4 separate regions of the Sus scrofa genome follow, and regions 1, 2 and 3 are each linked to region 4. The links are chromatin contacts, called in public Hi-C, HiChIP or PLAC-seq and promoter capture Hi-C maps. All regions are on one chromosome and are shown on one strand. Each heading gives the region's core, a stretch centred on a gene start, on an enhancer-like site or on the middle of the called end of the contact. The rest is flanking DNA. Distances are from core to core; before and after follow the strand shown. Region 1 holds the start of NDUFB5 (NADH dehydrogenase [ubiquinone] 1 beta subcomplex subunit 5, mitochondrial). Region 2 holds the start of ACTL6A (actin-like protein 6A). Region 3 holds the start of GNB4 (guanine nucleotide-binding protein subunit beta-4). Region 4 holds the start of LOC110256340.

What was found. Promoter capture Hi-C pulls out the DNA fragments that hold promoters and counts their contacts. A called contact is a pair of places that touch in the nucleus more often than the background predicts. HiChIP or PLAC-seq counts read pairs in DNA pulled down with a chosen protein or histone mark.
Region 1: a Hi-C map of liver shows a contact between it and region 4, with 5 times the contacts expected there. The contact joins the promoter of NDUFB5 here to the promoter of LOC110256340 in region 4. A contact is called at or near these places in 2 of 5 promoter capture datasets (fetal liver and liver), 1 of 47 Hi-C or Micro-C datasets (liver) and 1 of 2 datasets of contacts at active chromatin or transcription factors (alveolar macrophages).
Region 2: a promoter capture Hi-C map of fetal liver shows a contact between it and region 4, with 2.6 times the contacts expected there. The contact joins the promoter of ACTL6A here to the promoter of LOC110256340 in region 4. A contact is called at or near these places in 3 of 5 promoter capture datasets (fetal liver, fetal skeletal muscle and liver), 7 of 47 Hi-C or Micro-C datasets (alveolar macrophages, embryonic fibroblasts, heart right ventricle and 4 more) and 1 of 2 datasets of contacts at active chromatin or transcription factors (alveolar macrophages).
Region 3: a contact with region 4 is called in an H3K27ac HiChIP or PLAC-seq map of alveolar macrophages. The contact joins the promoter of GNB4 here to the promoter of LOC110256340 in region 4. A contact is called at or near these places in 2 of 47 Hi-C or Micro-C datasets (embryonic fibroblasts and mesenteric adipose tissue) and 1 of 2 datasets of contacts at active chromatin or transcription factors (alveolar macrophages).

What each region holds. Positions count from the first base shown.
Region 1 is chr13:117,654,662-117,658,028 of Sscrofa11.1, forward strand. NDUFB5 (NADH dehydrogenase [ubiquinone] 1 beta subcomplex subunit 5, mitochondrial) reads left to right here and starts at 1,750. Exons shown (of 6, transcript XM_003132546.2): 1 at 1,750-1,996. The coding sequence starts at 1,873. It overlaps MRPL47 (39S ribosomal protein L47, mitochondrial), which reads right to left and starts at 1,727. Exons shown (of 7, transcript XM_003132547.4): 1 at 1,577-1,727. The coding sequence starts at 1,674.
Region 2 is chr13:117,596,776-117,599,989 of Sscrofa11.1, forward strand. It overlaps ACTL6A (actin-like protein 6A), which reads left to right and starts at 1,640. Exons shown (of 14, transcript XM_003132545.5): 1 at 1,640-1,862. The coding sequence starts at 1,838.
Region 3 is chr13:117,511,962-117,514,993 of Sscrofa11.1, forward strand. It overlaps GNB4 (guanine nucleotide-binding protein subunit beta-4), which reads right to left and starts at 1,426. Exons shown (of 10, transcript XM_021069860.1): 1 at 1,096-1,426.
Region 4 is chr13:117,177,657-117,180,761 of Sscrofa11.1, forward strand. It overlaps LOC110256340, which reads left to right and starts at 1,681. Exons shown (of 3, transcript XM_021069818.1): 1 at 1,681-1,701; 2 at 2,489-3,105. The coding sequence starts at 1,681.

The sequences.
Region 1 (3,367 bases), core at 500-2,999, 480 kb after region 4:
GGTGCACCCAGTAATCTGTGATCTCAAGGAGCTTCAACGTCTTAACGGGAACTTGCATTTTCTTCTTAATCTTTAAAGACACGGCATTGGCACTTAACCTCAGGACTAGCCTGTGCTTTCAGGATATTTGAATTGCGCCTGCGTTTAGAGGCTGTGCATTGAGCATCTACTAAGTTATGTAAAAGGCAAGACACCCTTCCCTCTGGGCTGGTGGCAAATTTCAGAGTAATTCTTGAGGACGAATGCCCTAAAATAGGACACAGCAGTAGCAGGGCTTCCTTAAGTGCCATGCTGGGTCAGTGCTCCTTGGCGCTTGTCTTCCTAGCAGCATGTACAGTGCAGGGAGCAAAGTCAGAAGTAATTGTGTCCGGTGGGGTTCGCTGCTGCAGCACATTGACGCCTAACATGGGATCAAGTAGCCCAAGGAGGGGTGGGTGCAAGGCCCAGATAGGGGCTGCTTGCAGCCTCCCCTGCCCCATACATGCCGGAGGACTACCACATGGTCAGCCCTCACCCTTGAGTCTGAGAACCAGGAGAGAAGCCAGCCTCATCTGGCAGTTTCAGAGTGCATAAAAGAGTCATTTTAGGCTTACATTCTATAGATCTGTTTGCTCTCCGGCAAAGATGGAGAGTCCTTATTCCTGGGGCACTACTATGCATATTTGAAAATAAAGGGTGAAATCTTTGCATCTTCTTCAAAGAATCGTCTCTGAAAAGTAACTACTTTAAACCAGTGACTATAAATGCAAGTCTACCAAAATAAACTTTAAGACTCTCTCTATAAAAAAAAGCACATACATTACTTCCTTTAAAAAAAAAAATAACATGCCCAACTATTTATAAAATTCAATTCATTAAAAACAAAAGTTGTTCCCTTTTGGCTTAGGGGGTTAAAGATCACAGGGGAACAGACCACAACTGCAGCTCGGGTACCATCCCTGGCCAGGGATATTCTACGTGCAGAGGTTGAGGCAAAAAAAAAAAAAAAAAAAAAAAAGTTAATAAAAAGGAGGAAACGATATACCTTAACGCTAAAAATGATTGGTCTGTCCAGAAGACAGCGGTCTTTCTAGAAATGAGCGCCACATGTAGGATATTCTTTTCTAATACCTGCAGGGTGACTTTCCATTCATTTGGCTACTTTCATGTATTCACTCAATATTTACTGAATAATCTCTTTATGACAGACTCTGGGAGTACAAACTCCTCACCATCCCGACTCGCCTTTTTTTTTTTTTTTTAAATCCACCCGAACGTGACAGAGCTTTCAGTTCCATAACCAAAAGCTCTTCAGTGAAGTTTTTCCCACCTCTCCCAGCCAAACTGTACCTCTAGGTTTAATTTTAAAAATACTGGGTTTTTACAGACCCCCCCCCCCACAGTAAGTGGAACAAAATGTGTGAGAAAGACGGCAATATCTTACGTGGGAGACTTCTCCAAGGTCACTTACTCTTGACAGAGGTGGGTTTGGGCCCAGCCATCCCAACGGCCTTTCCATCCTTGAGCATTCTCAGCATCTCAGCAACCAAACATGAGCCAAAGTTAGAGATGCGGACAGACTACTCACATCGCTTACCTTGTGCTAGGAGGGGCCTGAGGACGTATTAACAACCTACACGCCTTCAGGGCGGCCGAGACTCTTCTACAGAACACAGCCAAACCGGCTGCAGCCATTTTTTTTCGGATCAGTAAGCAAACTGTATTTCCGCCAACAATGGCGTCACTTCCTGTGTCTCACGCGGACTGATAACGAGCACTGAAATTGGCTTTGCCCTCAGTCAACATGGCTATTTTCCGGCTTCGCCCTTGTTAGGAAATTGACACTCTCGGCTCCCGTTACTCCTCCCCGCCCTTCTCTCGCCCATAGTAGCCATGGCGGCAATGAGTTTGTTGCAGCGGGCTTCAGTCACTGCTGTGGCCACTCTGTCCCGCAGCCGCCTTGGCACACGGTTTGGATTCGGGGGTTTCCTCACCCATGGCTTTCCTAAGACTGGCGGTGAGTGCTGGCTTTGGGAGAAAGCGCGGTCAGGGAATGCGGCAGGAGAGACAGAGGACTTTTCCCGGGTCACCTTGGTGGAATCCGGAGGGAGCGGGGAGAAATTGAGGACTTGCGGCTTGAGAGAAGGAGCATGGGCTGTGTGAGGAGACTGAGAATTTCCTGAATTAGATCGATCATGTCAAAGTTATTAATTAGAATTTGTGAGACACTTCGTCATTCACCTGATCTGTTGGTGCTAATTTGAGGATGAAGCTGCGGTTAGAAAGGCACAGGGCTGAGACCCATCTTTCTCAGGCACCAGATTCTTTATATGTTCCACCTGGGCTACATTTCAGTCTCACAAGGTGGGAAATCACGTTGCTGAGGAGCCCACCCATGCTAAGTAATAATATACAGACAGGTGACGAGGCTCTGGGCTAACTCATCTGGTAGGCACAGTGCCTTCATGATGATATTTTTAGGTGTCTACGAAAATGTTTTAACTTAAATTTATTTTAAAATCAGAAAGAAAAGGACCAGAATGTTAATGCATTATGTGATGGTGAATCCAGCCTGGATCGTAATGGTTTTATAGAATGTAATCATAAAATAATTATTTTTAATATCTTAGGAAGGGACCCATAAGGAAAAAGTTCCTAGGTCTTAGAAAAGTCATTGCCTTCTTGCGGGGGGTGGGGTTATTTAGATCCTCTTGGACACTGTGAGTTGAATTCTAGGAGAATGAATAATCATAGTGGGGAAACATCAAATTCTTTGTATTCAGTATATTTTATTTCCTCTTCGATTCTATAAAGGGAGTATATAATATTACCCTCACTTTACAGATGAGAAAACTGTGACTCAATATTTATAAAAACAGTGTACTCCTGGAGTTCCCGTGGTGGCTCAGTGGTTAACGAATCCGACTAGGAACCATGAGGTTGCTGGTTCCCTCCCTGGCCTTGCTCAGTGGTTTGAGGATCCGGCGTTGCCGTGAGCTGTGGTGTAGGTTGCAGATGCCCCTCGGATCCCGTGTTGCTGTGGCTATGGCTCCAGTTCGACCCCTAGCCTGGGAACCTCCATATGCTGCAGGAGCAGCCCAAGAAATGGCAAAAAGACCAAAAAAAAAAAAAAAAAAAAGTGTATTCCTGTATTAAATTGAATAATCAGCTAACATTTATTGAGCACTTATGTGCTGGACACCACTCTAAGATATTAAAGGTATTCATTTAATTCCTCTTGAAAAAAAAATACATTGTAAGCATTCAATACGTAGTTATAGAGGAGGTGAAATTTAAAGCCAAAAAATTCTTATCATACCTAATTGAAGATAAACTGAGGTAAAATTTCACCCCTAGATCCTCTTTATATATACACTACTCCCCTTTC
Region 2 (3,214 bases), core at 390-2,889, 420 kb after region 4:
GTGTCAGTGACCTACACGACAGCTCATGGCAACGCCAGATCCTTAACCCACTGAGCGAAGCCAGGGCTTGAACCTGCACCCTCATGAATACTAGTCAGGTTCATTTCTGCTGAGCCACGACAAGAATTCCATATATCTTATTTTATAACTCATCGGCTTTATTAAACACAACATAAAAACAGAGTGGAGACAGAATTTTATTTACAGTATGTATGTATGTATCTGCAGTGAGAACTGTAATCATGGGGCCACAGTTAACCCAGAGTACTTTGTGCATGGTACTAGATGTGTTAGATGTGTTACATGCATTGTCACTGGGGTCAGGAAACTCTCCCTATAAGTGATCCAATAGTAAATATAGCCTCCAGCTATGGCCTCTGTACTAAAACTCAACACTGCCCTTCAGACAAAAAAGCAGCCACAAACATATTCCAGTAAAACAGCTTATCATTAGATAAATGTGAATTTTACATAATTTTCACGTCACGAAATATTTTTCTTAAAATTATTAATTTTTTTTTAACTGGAACAGTCATTAATAGCTCAACAGCCACACAAAAACAAAGTAGTCTGGATTTGGCCCTGGGGCCATAGTTTGCTGACTTCTGCATTGTCTCATTGGGTAAACGGGAATTTCTAAATGATCAGGTATACTGCCATTACACTAAGTAAATAGGGAAGGGTTTTCTCCCTAACCTTGTTCCCCACCCTACTATCACTTTCAGCCTTGCTGCTGGCACTGAGACTGATGCGGCTTTATTCAACTGTTCTTAAGATAAGAGGTACCTATATGTCTAGACTCTAGGCAGACCAAGAACCATGAAGACATACAACTGATCTTAAGAATTTTAGCTGGAGCGACATGACCATGCTTTGGGTATTTTCATAAATCAAGCCGCCTGCAAAATGGCTAAAAGGGCAAGGCGACAAGTTATTGTAGTAATCCAGAGGAGCGACAACGGTGATCTGTACCAGTAGAAATAGACAGGTTGGAGATGTATTTAGGATTAGGTGATCGCTTGGAGGAGGATTGACTATATTGCTTTACACCTGGCTCAGAGGATAAAAGAAATTTATGACACTTTGAAAAACAACTTGTAAAGTGCTACCTAAATTTAGCGGGATACTGTATCATTCCCTTCTTTCAACTATTCATAACCATTTAAAAAACTTCACGGTCCTATCGGTTTGTCCGATTTACAGATTCTCCCTACCCCAAACTGGCGCATGGCACGTTAATATTTTCAACATAAATTCGTTGAAAATAGCTTTAAAAAAATTCTTCATTCACCAATATCCAAAGCCGTCGGAACTATCGCATGGAGAGGATTCCAGACCCCCTTCTAGAGGTTTATCTGGATTTGCCGGATTCCCACCGCTCCTCCACGCGCAGCCTCACCCCCTGGTCCGGCCCCATACTCTTGCCGACAGCCTGCCTCCTCCCTCTCCCGCTCCCTCCGCCCCACTCTCGGGCCCTTTCGGGAAGCTCCGCCCCCCCCAGTTCCGCAACTCAACTCCTCTCCTTCCGTCGCTTTCCATTCTCCCCGCCCCCATGGCTGTTTTCAATTGGCTAAACTGGCTGTGCCGCGACGGGGAGCGCGGCAGAGCCTCGTTCTTATTGGTTGAAATATAGCCGGGCCTCTTGTGATTGGCTGCTAAGGGGAGCCAGCAAGTGTGACTGCGCTCCGGGGTGTGTGGACGCCGCTTTGTTGCCTGAGGGGGGTGGCGGTGGAAGTTAAGAGGGTCGGGGGCTAGAGCGTCTCCGGATCTGTAGTCGCGGCGGTTGCGGTCGCTTCGCCTGGTGTCCTTTAGCGTAGGAGTCGCGTCAACAGCAGCCATGAGCGGCGGGGTGTACGGGGGAGGTGAGTGAGTGCGGCTGCTCGAGAGCGCGCCTTTTTAGCGTGTGGGGTTCGTAACCGCCGCCCCCAGCCCTCCCCTCCCCTCCCCTCCCCGGCGGCCCTTCCGGTCTCCCCCTCTCGGGACCCCGGCCTCCCCGCCCCATCCCCGCCCCGCGCTTTGCCCGCCCCCGGAGCCCACCCGGCTCCACGATCGCCCCGGGCGCCCGGAGTCGCCGCCCCCTGGGGCCTCTTCCAGTTTCCGCCCGCCGGGGAACCGGTTTTTGGGGGTGCACGCCGCCCCGGGGCTGGGCGGACAGCTCCCCTCGGGGGCCCGGCCCGGCGAGCCGCGACTGGATTGGCCGGCTCAGGGGCTCTTCTCAGGCAGTCGGCTCTGTTGGGGTGTGCGTGCTTGCGTGTTTAAACTTGGGAGGTCCCGGCAGTTAGCTAGTGTGGACCGCGGGTTTTCGCGGCGTCGGGGAGATGGCAAAGCGAGCCGCGAGGGTTGGAACTGATTGGAGGAGTGGCGGCCACTCCGGACGCAGCCTCCTCTCCGTCCGCGCTCCGCACTCATGCTGCCTCACCTTTCAATAACTCCTGCATATATGTTGACTGTGGATTCTCCAGAGTTATTCGTGGGCGGGTCTGCTCAGGGTTAGTATAGAGATATGGGTAATTTAAGAATGAGTGGGGTGCGCGGTATAGTGAAAGATTTCCGCGGGCTGGGGCTTACATCCACCTGGGTTGTAATATCAGCCTCACTTTTTATTAAACTCTTTGCCTTGGGCAAGTTGTTTAACTTTTCCCAACTTCAGACGATTCGTTTGTGGAATGAAAATTCCTACCCATTGGGATGATTGTGAAGGTTAAGGGGGGGTAATGCTACACTTGCTACTCAAAGTATGAGCCAAAGATCAATAGCATCAGCTTCACTTGTAAGCTCTTTAGAAAATACTGAATTAGAGCCTCCGTTTTTTTGCAAGATACCTAGGTGAAGCACTGAGTTATATGATTTCCTAACCCAAAATGTTGGTCTTGTTGTTGTGTTTAGTAAGGATATTGTTTCTGAAGAGGTTTTATAGGTAGGATATGAAAATAAGGTTTTTAAAGTTCTTAGTAGTTTTGAAATGAAGCTTGAGTCTCAGGTGACACACTGACCCTCACCCCCTCCTTCCCTGTATATGTTCTTAGTTTTAATTTCTCAAATGTGAGAGTTAGTAGTTTCCCATTTTTACTTTGAAGAAAGCCTAGTGGATCTTCATGATTTACTTCTCTCCCATCTGAAGATGCAGTCCTGACAGAAAAACTGGATCTATGTGCCTTTGCCTCATGAAGGCTACTGACTGTATTGACTTTCAGGTTCACTGATCCAAGGACCT
Region 3 (3,032 bases), core at 176-2,675, 330 kb after region 4:
AAATAAAAATATGCAATGGCGAAGAGATTCAAAGCATACAACTTTACCTATACAGACTATTGTTTTCCTTGGCGACTAGAAATGACTTCTCTTTCATCTTAAAGAAGGAGAGTGTGCTCTGTTTCTGTTCTAAAAGACACACTTAAAGGTCACAATCTCAGTTTGCAACACTAAGATGGACCGATAGTAAAGCGTTCTAATCAACAATTCAATGCCGAATGTCTTAAGAAAACTTTCCAGTAGGGTGCTAATTCACAGACCGAGCTATTCTGCCAGTGGAGGGAGAAAGATGCGTCCACACCCTTTATTAAAAGAGAAAGGGAAGGAGTAGGAAAAAAGGGAAGAGAGAGATGCAAAATAACAAACTGCTTCTATAAACAAATTTAAGCCTGTTTTTAAACTTTTGGGAATTCTATCTTCCTTTACCGACGGAAGAGCAATAAATATCAAAGCACAAGGAAATTATTTGTGTTCTGAAGCAGAAAAAGAACGTGGAGAGAAAAGGAAAACATTTTATCATGTGTTGAACTTAAAAGTATTCAAAATTCTTAACACCCCCCCTTACTGTGCATCATATTTCCAAAATAAATTTAACACGAAACTAATGGACTCATTTTTAGCACTCAGTGGAGAACTTTTATGAGCTCTCCCAGGGCTCTCGACCCAATAACCCTTTTGGGCAGCCCTGAATAATCGCTATCCTCAGGACAAACACCAGCTCGCGTTCCAGTGCCCCGAAGGGACCTCGGGGTGCGGAGAGGCACCTAGGGGTCGAAAGCCCAGGGACCATGGCTCACCCCCTCGCTGCCCAGAGCGAGCGGTCCCAAGGGCCTAGGAAGTGTCCGAAGCTGCGGCCAAACGGCCGGTCCCTGCACTAGAGCGCCACCGAGGCGCGCCCGCCCCGTCCTCCCAGGCAGGGTTCGCCGACCGGAGCTCCCAATCCTCGGGTCAGGAGGAACTCTGCCGGACCCGGGCCGCCTCCAGGGCCGAGTTCCGCCGGGGCAGCCTCGCGGCGCCTCACGCCCCCCTGCAGGAAGCCCGAGATGCCCCCGCGGGGCGCACCGACCAGCCGCAGCTTGCGCGGCAGCCGCCTACCTGGAGGGAGCTCGGGCCGGCTTGGACCCGGCGTCCGAGGGTCGGCTGGGCGCCTCGCAGCTCCTGGCGCACGGACCGGGCGTGCGGAGCGCAGCGCAGCGCACCGCCGAGACCAACGCCGCGGAGATCCGCCGACCACACCCAGGCCCGCGCCGCCCAGCAGCCAACTCTGCGGCGCGCGGGGCCGGGGCGGGGACGTGGCTTGAGGCGCGAGGCGCGAGGCACGAGGCGCGCGGGTCCCGCGGGGACGCGGCGCGGGCGCGCGCAGACCCCTGAGCGTGCGCGGCCTGGGCAGGGGGCGAAGGCAGCTGGCGCTGCGCACAGCTTCTGCTTCCTATTTTCTATCTCGTTTCCTGCTAGAAGGAGAAGAAAAACATTAATTCCCAGGCAGTTTCGTTTTCTTGGTGCAGCGCCTGGACGACGGAGCACACTTCTGAGTAGCGCCCAAGTGGGTTGGCCAGTTTTCCTTCCCGGCACAGTACAGGCCTCAGTTTGCTTGAGGGTAGGGCAGGGGGGCTGACTTAGAAGATCTCAAGGTCCCGCTTAGGTTTAACATTTCTGGAATTTTAAATGTAAGAGAGTAAACTGAAGCCCAGAGTCTTACAAAATTGCACTGCAATCCCAGCTCTAATGTCGCTAGTTTTGTGATCCTGTACCGTCTCAGGGCCTTAGTTTCACCGGCGAAATAGGGATAGTGTATCTGCCTCATAAAGGTGCTAAAATTTTTAATGAGATAACATTTAAACAGAGCCTACCTCTGAATAAATAATCAATGCTTGGAAGTTGTTACTATTGTCACTGATGAAAGGAGGCCTTCCAGATAACCCCATCAAGTCACTTGTCTCTGCATGAGTTAAAACATCACATGCAACCGACTTTTCCCACATTTCTCTGGGTGTTTTATGTTTAAAATGTCATAAAATGAATGCATCTACCAAATTTGCTTCCTCTGAAGTCAGTACCGCCCGGGAGCAATTTTCCTCTCCCCACCCCCATCTTTCTTCTGAGTTAATTCCAGTTTGACAGACTGTTGCTATAGCATTCCTTCTCTGACGTCAAACAATTTAAAGAAACAGCCCTGGGTAACGAAAACTGCAGAGGAGTTCTTTGTCGAGTTTCTGTGCTGGAGAAAGGTTTGAACAATATCTTCAGAGAACTTTAACACCTCCGCAGCCTTCCATTTCTTCTTCAGCAGCTTCCCACTATCACCTGGAATAAATCTTCTAGTACCTTTGTGATGAATGCACCCTGACTGAAGCTGTGGAGAAAATGTGACCCTTTGTATAAAAGCCAGACCATAACAAAAATGGAAACAGCTGTGGTACTAGGATGATAAAATTATAGGGTTCCCCCCCAAATTTTCATTTCTTAATGTGGGGTGTCTGGAAGGTTGATTGGGACCTGAATGGGTCCTTTGCAACTGTAACTGTTTATAGATTTTAATGATTAAATCTTGAGCTTTGTCATTTTTAGGAGGAAGCAAAGGAAAATTGTTATTTATTTAAGAAATTCCTATTATGTACCAGACTCCCTGCTTTCTTCTTTCTTTCTTTCTTTTCCTTTTTTCTTTTTTTCTTTTTTTTTTTTTTTTTTTTTTGACTTTTTGCCTTTTCTAGGGCCACTCCCAGGGCATATGGACGTTCCAAGGCTAGGGGTCTAATCTGAGCTGTTGCTGCCGGCCTACGCCAGAGCACAGCAACTTGGGATCTGAGCCACATCTGCAACCGACACCACAGCTCACAGCAACTCGGGATCCTTAACCCACTGAGCAAGGCCAGGGATCGCATCCACAATCTCATGGTTCCTAGTTAGATTCGTTAACCACTGAGCCACGACGGGAACTCCAGACTCCCTGCTTTCTGATATTGTATTATTCTCATACTGACTTTACAATGTGCATTCTATCCCCATTTTACAGATTAGTAAATTGAGGCTCA
Region 4 (3,105 bases), core at 431-2,930:
ATAACAAAAAAGTAGGTCTAAATGCAACCTTATCAACATCTACATTAAATGTAAGTAGTCTAAACACAACTATCAAAAAAAGAAATAGATTGAATTTAAAAAGAGAGACCTATGTGTTTTCTACAAGTAATCTATTTAAAATACAACAATGTAGATAAATAAAAAGATAGGAAACTATATATCATACAAATACTAGTCAAAGTAAGATGGAATGACCACATTAATATTTAAAAAATAGGTTTCAGAACACGGATATTACAAGTGACTTAATGATGGTACATAATGACAGTCTATTCATCAAAAACACATAATCCTCTAAACGTAAGTGCACCAGCAACAGAGCTTCAAGACATATAAAGCAAAAACATACAGAAACAAAAGGAGAAATAGACAAGTCCATAGCTATAGTTGGAGACATCAATGTTCCTCTCCCAGAAACTGATAGAACTACTGAAGAAAACCAGTAAGGATATATAGAAGACCTAACATTATCAACCAACTTAATATAATTAACACAGAACATTCCACCAAATAATATACATAAAATGTTCTTTTACAGGTGTACACAGGACATTTACCAAGATATTCTGGGGCAAAACAAACCTTAACAAATGGAAAAGAACTAAAATCTTAAAAATATGGTTTTTTGACCATAACTGAGTTAATAAGTGCTACATGATAGCTCGCTTTTGTTAGGCCTTGGTGTGTTGTTTTTTTTTTTACTGCTCAACTTGGCAATTTTATATATCTGGAGTATATTGCTTCATAATCAAGTTGAGTCTTGTTTCCAAATGACTTCAAAGCTCAGTAGTGAGGTAAATGTTGTCAGAGGATGTTTTGGTGCACAATGCACATGTGAGTAACAGTTATCTTTATTTTCAATGGAAATGAAACCAAAGGCAAGTAACTGTTATCATATTTCCAATGTGTTAGAATGGAACAATAGTTTCATCTTGGACATTTCACCTCTTAAGAAAACAATTCCTTAATTCTGAGGTATTGCATTTTTTGTTTGACTTACAGCCCAGGAATAACAATTTCAATTTTTCCTTTGAAACATTCTTCTTCTGCAGGACTTTGAGCAATGAGTTTTGTCATACAGATGCCTAACATATTCTAAACACTGAACAATAGTGCTAATACTTCTGAAAGCAAGATAAACACATGATAGATCAAGGGTCACCAAATAAACCATATACATCAAAACTGTGAATTGGGCAGTACATGCTAATCCTGCATCACTGAATAATCACACATTTAAGTACCAAGTATGGGAATTTCTGCTGTGACACTTATTTCTTAAAGACAGATTATCACATAACAAAAATCGTAACATGTAATGAGCATTTTTCTCTTAAAAATTTTAGAAGGAAAATTATAATTTTCCCCCACTTAGGACTACCTATTAATATTTCATGAACCTCTGTGCCTGGAAACACAATTTGGGAAATGTGGTCATAAAGTTTACTTTGACTAGTAATTTAATGCTATGCTTTTTTTTTTTTTTAATCCCCTGCTCTGGAGTAACATAGTGTTCTGAAACTACTGAAAAACACTGGTTCAAGAAAAGCATTTAGAAACGTAGACCTCTGAATTGTGAGATGAAAACCAGAGCTTAAGAAAGAAAACACAGGAAAGACAGAAATACAGTCAAATGAGACTATGACCACATAGAGAGGAATGGATCTTATTTACGACTGGGTATGGACGTGTGGTGTTAGAGCAAAAACTGGTTATTGGTGAGCTTTTTGCTCTGGATGACAACTTGGACTGTAACATCTCTACCGTCGGTTATTTCCAAGTCCTCTACTCCTTACAATTCAAGGGAGAGCCCTAGTTAGAGGACTTAAGTCTTCTTACCACTGTTCCTACGCCTTTTCAATACAATGAAAGACCACTAGGGGGGGAAACACGCAAAAAACAGGGCCTTTATCAATAGTGATCTCGAAAGGCAACAGATCCTCTTACTCTCAGGGAAAAAGAGGCTTCTATGGTGCGCCGTACCAAAGTACCACCTTGAACCTAATGTGTAGCCAAAATGGCTTTTCTAAGGTCTCGTGGGCACTACATGAAAAAAAAAGACGTATTTTGAATAGTCATAATTGAATCCTACAAGCTAATTCAAATCTTGGGGTGAGGGGTGGAGGACACTGCAAAAGGTCTCCCCGAGTGAGTCAAAGGATTGCAGAGGGCTGTGGCAGGGCATTCCTCTTTTGGGATGGGCTACAACTTAACCTTACGTTGGCAGAAGAACGCGCAGCAACGTTGTGTAAAAAGACTTCTTCCCAGTATCGATATTCACTTTTGGTTAGCCGCTGACATAGGTGGTTAACTACCGCGCCCTCTGCTTTCGCCACGAAACGGGAGGAAATCTCTTTGGGCGTAAAAGTGAACGGGCTCATTTGCTCCCAATTATTCTTTCTTCTATCTCCACCCTAACTTGCCTGCTGCTCGTAGAAACAGATATAGGACATATATGCCGCCCTAGGATGACACAGTAGCCTCACTACCGCAAATAAACAACAGCATTAAACACTCGCGGGCCCGAAAAGCCCCTCCAGCACCACCCGAACTTCGGGCAGAAAACCAAGGCGCAGGCGCATTGGCACACTGTTACCCGATTTGCCCATTTCCCTCTCCAGGTCTCTGCAATTTCACTTCCCCTTGTTTGCGCATCTGCTTCCGGGGCATAGTAGGCTCGGCCCCTTCATCGGCTCTTACCCTCCTCTACCCAAGGAGGGGGGAGTCGAGGGGGTGGGGAAGAGTTCGTTGTTTGTTTACACGATGTGAGCGGAAAAAGAGACCAATAAAGTTTATTCTGGAAACAAAAGGAAAAAAAACAGGGGTGACAGAGAAAGGAGACGGGGTGGGGGGGGGGCGTGCGGCGGGGGCTAGCGAGGAGAGGCTGCGAGAAGGAGAAAGCGGCAGTTCCGGTGCCGCCGCTGCGGCCGCTAAGGTCTCGGGCTGCTGCCGCTGCGGCCGCTGGGGCTGGGGCCGCCGGCGAAGCAGGGCTCGGGCCCGGCCGGGCAGCTCCGGAGCGGCGGGGGAGAGGGGCCGGGAGGCGGGGGCTGTGCCGCCCGCTCTCCTCTCCCTCGGCGCCGCCGC